Linked DNA regions of Danio rerio: region 2 is linked to region 1. The links are chromatin contacts, called in public HiChIP or PLAC-seq maps. All regions are on one chromosome and are shown on one strand. Each heading gives the region's core, a stretch centred on a gene start, on an enhancer-like site or on the middle of the called end of the contact. The rest is flanking DNA. Distances are from core to core; before and after follow the strand shown.

Region 1 (2,866 bases), core at 229-2,728:
CTGTCCTGTGAAATGAAGATTTAAACAACCCTAAGATTAATTATAAATTAAATAAAGGTGTATTTGCCTCCCAGTACCAAACATACCTCATAGAAAGTACATTTCCAGTTCAGAACATGTCTGACACTCTCATACAGGAAAAATATGGTTAATATTTGGTGTAGTTGGATTGATCATTCACATGTTAGTCAACTCACTCACTTAGTAACTGGCTCAGTTTTACATCTCTGCTCTGTGAATTTAGGCAAATTACAATTTTCAGACATTTTTATATAAAAAAAATCTATAATAATCATATTAATAATATGAACGAATTTAAAGTCAGATTGACTGTTTTGCCTTTATTTGTCTCTAAACTTGATTAATCAAATGAATAAGACTACATAAACAAATCAGCTTATAAATGGCATTTATTTGCAATTATTCTCACACACAATAGTAATGTTTGATGAGGCGTCCAGTAAACAGAATAATAATACATGTGTGCACACAAATATGTACACATTAATCTGAATTCAATACAATAATGGAAGGAATGTGAACAAGAGATACAGGCAGCTTTACTGTTTAACATATTTATAGACATTTTTTTCCCTTTATTTTTTATGCCAAGAACAAGTTACATTATTTATACAGAAAATTGACATTTTATTTATAGACATTTTAACAGTGTTTTTAACTAATAATGAGCAAAGGCCCCAATAGCACTGCAAAGCGTAATTCCTCATTTCTCTGAAATCTATCTGTCAGGCACGTCTCTCCCAGAAATGGAGATCAGGCAGTCATCGTGAGCTTTAATTTCACTATTAAACACACAAAGGCTCGGCATTCAGATAGAGCCTCCAATGCTGCCTGAGCCACTATTATTATAAGAGCGTGCAGCTTTTCCTCCATGCTTCTGCTTTAAGGATCCTCCCTCCATTTTTTTGAGAATGAGCATGAGAATGAGGTTTGACTGCAGCAGAGCAGAGGAGGAGGAGGGGTTTGGTTGGCGGCGAGACGAAACTCCAGCTCGGTGGAGCGGCCAGTCAGCGAGCGGTGCCTTATCTACCAATGGAATGCAACAGCTGCGGCAGCCTGTGAGCGCCTCAGCCCAGCCAGTGTGTGTGTGTGTGTTAAAAAGGGGGAGGGGGCGGCGGTTATAGTGGGCCCGCAAGAACCCCCCTGAAAGACCCCCAGCTCTCAACCCCCCGCGTCCACTCGCAGCCGGGCTCCTGAACGGCAGCTCAAGCAAACGTAAGCGAGAGAGAGAGAGTGAGAGAGAGAGACACACAGAAAGAAAGAGAGGGACAGAAAGAGAGAGAGAGAGACTCGACAGAGCAGCACACACAGACAGACTGAAACACACACACACACACACAGAGAGAGAGCAGAAAGTCAGGGAAGTGGAGCAGGAGCCTCGCAGGGGGGTTGAGGAGGTGAGCGAAGGGTGAAAGAAGGGAGAGGGAAAGACAAAAGGCAGGAGAAGCGGAGGGAAATGGCTTCGGAGGAGACCGCTGGAGGAGCGCGCAAAGCCACCAAGAGCAAACTATTTGAGTTCCTCGTCCATGGAGTGGTATGTACACTCTAGCCGTGTGTGTGTGCGTGCGTGACACAGCCTGTGTGTGTGTTTGAGTGATAGCGCTGAACGGTGTCCATGTGAAGGTTATTTCCAGTCCTCCGGATCCCGGCTCCGCGCCGCTCTTCTTGTTAAAGCCGGGGTGGGGAGACGCAAGAGTGCGTGTTTGCGCGTGGAGGAAGAAATACGCGAGAATGAATCGGCGAATGCAAAAAGAGAAGGGCCAAAGGTAGCCACTGGTCACTGGAGGCTGCATGCGTTTGGCAGCGTGCCTGAGGTGACGGACGCTTCCAGTCCGCTCCGTGACTCAATGCACTGTTATTACAACTCCAAAAACACACACCAAGTGCTTCAAGGAGAACATCTACGGTGTGGATTGGCGGGGCTGTTGTCATGCCGTTGATTTAGAAATCTAGCTGGTGCTGGAGCCAGAGGATGCTGTAGTGGCGGTTGTAATTATTACTACTACTAATAATACTATGACATGATGACTGTAGTTGGCCATGTGACAGTGCTCAAGGTTTGATGCAGGAGAGGCAGCGAGGGTCCACTTATTGTCTGAAGCTTTGTGTACATACAGTAGCGGTGTAATCTTTTATTTATGATTAGCAGGGCTTTGTCTAGTCGGAGCAGATCAATCCGAGCTGGAAAAGCGGTTTGTAAAGCTGAATTCTTCTGCTGTTCAGCGTATTGTTTTCTGTTAGTGTCTTTGTGATCTTGTGTTGTTTCTTGCAGTTTTCTGTGAAGCGACCTTGAGTTTTAGAAAAAAAACTGCCAAAATTAATAGTAAAATGTTTATTAAAATGTGTTATTTGTGTTGTATCGTTGATTGGTGTCAGGGTCTGACTGCAGTTTTACCATTGATCTAATTATTATATTCAATTCAGAGATTTGTCAAGTTCTGAGAGATGCTGCCATTCATGCTACTATTCATATGTTTAGGTGCCATCAGATAAACATATATATATATATATATATATATATATATATATATATATATATATATATATATATATATATATATATATATATATATATATATATATATATATATATACACACACACACACAATATGTATGTATACACACACACAATTAATATTAGAGTAATTTCTGAAGGATCATGTGACTGAAGACTGGAGTAATGAAGCTGAAAATTCATCATTAAATCAGTGGAAAATTTTAAACCACTATTAAACAGTTCTTTTTTAGTACAATAACATTTCACAATTTTACAATTTATACTGTATTTTTGATGAAATAAATGCAGCCTTGTCGAGCAGGATAAGCTTCTTATAAAACATTTAG
Region 2 (3,336 bases), core at 96-2,595, 220 kb before region 1:
GCACTAGTTGGTATATGACTAATGTAAATACCTTGGATTTTACTACAGTCATCGTTGGTGTAATGTAACTTTATGTAACTAATGTAACCTTATGTGTAAAAACTACAGTAATTGAGTAATTTGTTTATATTACTGTTGTATTACTACATGAATGAATTGGTCAGTAGTGAACATTTGAAATTATTGCAACACAGTTCTTTCCTACACTTTAGCCAGAAGAGAAACTCATCGAGCTCGAATTTAAAAAAGCTTCGAGTAACGAACCTTTTTCCGATACAATTGAGTCGAGCGCTTAACTGGTTCAGAAAGCTTAATTTCATCATCACTAATATTTTCTCTTTTACGGCCCATTCTCTGTAAACCATAGAGATGGTTGTGTGTGAAAATCCCAGTAGATCAGTAGTTTCTGCAATACTCAGACCAGCCCATCTGGCACCCACAACCATGCCATGTTCAGTCACTTAAATCCCCTTTCCTTCCCATTCTGATGCTCGGTTTGAACTGCAGCAGATCATCCTGACCATGTCTACATGCCTAAATGCATTGAGTTGCTGCCATGTGATTGGCTGATTAGAAATTTCAATGAATGAGCTGTTGAACAAGTGTACCTAATTAAGTGGCCAGTGAGTGTACGTCTCACTGGATTTCAAAAATTATTATTATGATATTAAATTATTACTATGGATGACCAAGAGCTTAATTTAAATAACAAACAACATCAACAAACAGTACAGACATTTCGGCTTCGGTTTTAAATCCCTTAGTAAATCCCTAATATTGCTTATTATTTCATCTGTTGTTTTGTGCTTGAAGGTTATTCAGATATTACTATGTCCAACAGAGCTTCTCTTCTATCACACCACGTGTTGTGAATGATTTAGAATTTTAGTCACTGATTCATGAAAACTGAAATTATATCTGAACGAACATTTGTAAAGCCGGAGCAGGACAGAGGGTGGAACTGATGCATGACTGATTACTTTGCCACCTCATTTTTCATTCAGTTGCATACAGTTGTTCGAGCTGAAAATGAAAGCACATTTAGGTAATGGCAAATCTCTAATAGTGTTTCAACTGTCAATGTCTTCACCTAAATGTGTTTGTTTAACCTGGGCTCTTATTGCACATGATATTGCGTCCTAAAATAATAGATTGCATTTTACTGTCACTTTATCTCCAGCCAATTACAAAGAGTTTGACGCACACTTTGACATCAGGCACACACACACATTGTGTAACAGTCATAAAGTCATTTAGTAGGCTTGATCGCTGAGAGCAGATGTATATTTTTCTGTAAGGCTAACTGTACGCAGCATAAATTAGCGATCACGATACTAAAGTGGAGTATGTCTGCCGGTGTTTTTGCTTAATTTTATTTCTAAAGGAGCTGCTGATTTATCTGTCAGAGAGCTCAATGAGGGTGTTCTTACAGGCCTCATTTCTGCTGTTTGTCCTGGCGAATGTTTTATCTGCGCCATGTTCACCCGAGCAGTTTACCTGCGCGAGAGGTGGCTGCATTGATGAGGAGCAAGTCTGTGATTTCAGAGAGAACTGTGAAGATGCCAGTGACGAGATTGACTGTATGTATTAGTCTTTTTTTTCTCTTCAACTCTTTCTTTCCTGCTTTTTTCCGTGTGTCCTGTGATTACACAGGCAACTCCTGACAGCAATGGGCCTTTCTTTTCCCCTTTTTCCTTTCAGTTGACAAGATCATTTTAAATGCTTCTAAGGCCATCGTGTGTAAATAGTGAGATTTATGGGGCTCTCATAAAGTGGCACACTGGGAGGTCTACAAGATGACATACAGCGGTGCTTTTATAATATTGATTTAAATTCCCTGGGGCTTTCAGAAGGCAGAACATTGCACCATGTATCATTAGCACTTTATTTGGTTTTGCCCCTAAAGGATTATCCATTCAAATCTTTAAAATGATAAATGATGTCCATGTGAATTGTAATCTGTACACCTGTTTCATATTACAATAAAATTCGATTTTTATATTTCTTTATTTTACATCTGCTGCCTAGTATCTATTTTATGACAGCAGATTTTCAGTCAAGCGCCTATTAAAGGTGCTGTAAAGAAATAGCATGTTTTCTATGGTGTCTCTGATGATTAGCAGACGGTAGTGATGATATCTGTAATGGTATGATTTATTTTACGTGAGTTTCCTCTCATATAGGCTCCCAGGTTGTGAGATGTGACTTTCAAGAAGGTTTCTGTGATTTTCAACTTCAAAACGAGCATCATGTTTGGTTAAGAGGCTCAGGTTTGAGCTTGCCTAACACTGAGACAGGCCTTAAAGAAAATGTTACTGGTAAGTATAATATAAAATTCTAATAGATAATAATAGCTTTAGATAATAATACTTTATGCAAATGTACGTAAGTTTTACTGTATTTACTGAGTTCTGTTTACACATTTTTGTCAGGTCACTGTCTCTACATACGCTCTAACAATGGGGAAGGAGTCACTGCTGAATTATACAGTCCTCTCTTCAAGTCTTCAAACACATGTTGGGTACAGAAAATCATGCTTTTTTTGTTTCCCCACTGTCTCTGACCAAAGACTTTAGCATTCATGTTTCATCTTTTTTTAAAACGCATTCAAAGAATTCAAATTAGACTGCTGAATTATGATCTGTTCAGAATTGTGGGAGAAATTGTATGATCATGTTATTTAATGTTCAACTAAATAAATATGGTTTATATGGAATTGTTCAGAAATACTTTAACTCACTGTAGCCTCATGAGATAGTGAATTGTCCATTTTATGCTTCCCAAAATTTCTAATATCTTGCTGAAAGTAGTAGCTAATAAGTAAAAATGACATGATTTTGAATGCAGTCAGTGTTTTTTACTGATTAAATCAGTGTTTTTTCATCAATTATGCTGGTTATTTGTTGCTGATAAACTTAGTGAAAGCACTAAACATTTGTCTGAAACTTTTTAATATATGTAACCTACAATATATAATATTACATAGAAAATACTTGTATAATAGTATACCATTCGGAGGTTGCTCAGTGGTAAGCACTGTCGAGAATAATTAGAATATTAATAAATGGGCATCACGGTGGGTAGCATCAAGCAGTGGGTAGCACAATCGCCTCACAGCTAGAAGGTCACTGGTTCGAGTCCCGGCTGGGCCAGCTGGCATTTCTGTGTGGAGTTTGTATGTACTCTCCGTGTTGGCGTGGGTTTCCTCCTGGTGCTCTGGTTTCACCCACAGTCCAAATGCATGCGTTATAGGTAAACTAAATTGTCTATAGTGTATGTGTGTTTGTGCGAATAAGTGTGTTTGGGTGTTTCTAAATACTGGATTGTGGCTGGGTG

What was found. HiChIP or PLAC-seq counts read pairs in DNA pulled down with a chosen protein or histone mark.
Region 2: an H3K4me3 HiChIP or PLAC-seq map of embryo shows a contact between it and region 1, with 4 times the contacts expected there. The contact joins the promoter of malrd1 here to the promoter of smarcd3b in region 1. A contact is called at or near these places in 1 of 18 Hi-C or Micro-C datasets (an unstated tissue) and 1 of 4 datasets of contacts at active chromatin or transcription factors (embryo).

What each region holds. Positions count from the first base shown.
Region 1 is chr7:41,816,012-41,818,877 of GRCz12tu, reverse strand. smarcd3b (SWI/SNF related BAF chromatin remodeling complex subunit D3b) reads left to right here and starts at 1,478. Exons shown (of 13, transcript NM_001127306.1): 1 at 1,478-1,555. The coding sequence starts at 1,478.
Region 2 is chr7:42,039,652-42,042,987 of GRCz12tu, reverse strand. malrd1 (MAM and LDL receptor class A domain containing 1) reads left to right here and starts at 1,345. Exons shown (of 33, transcript NM_001287549.1): 1 at 1,345-1,580; 2 at 2,184-2,318; 3 at 2,433-2,521. The coding sequence starts at 1,415.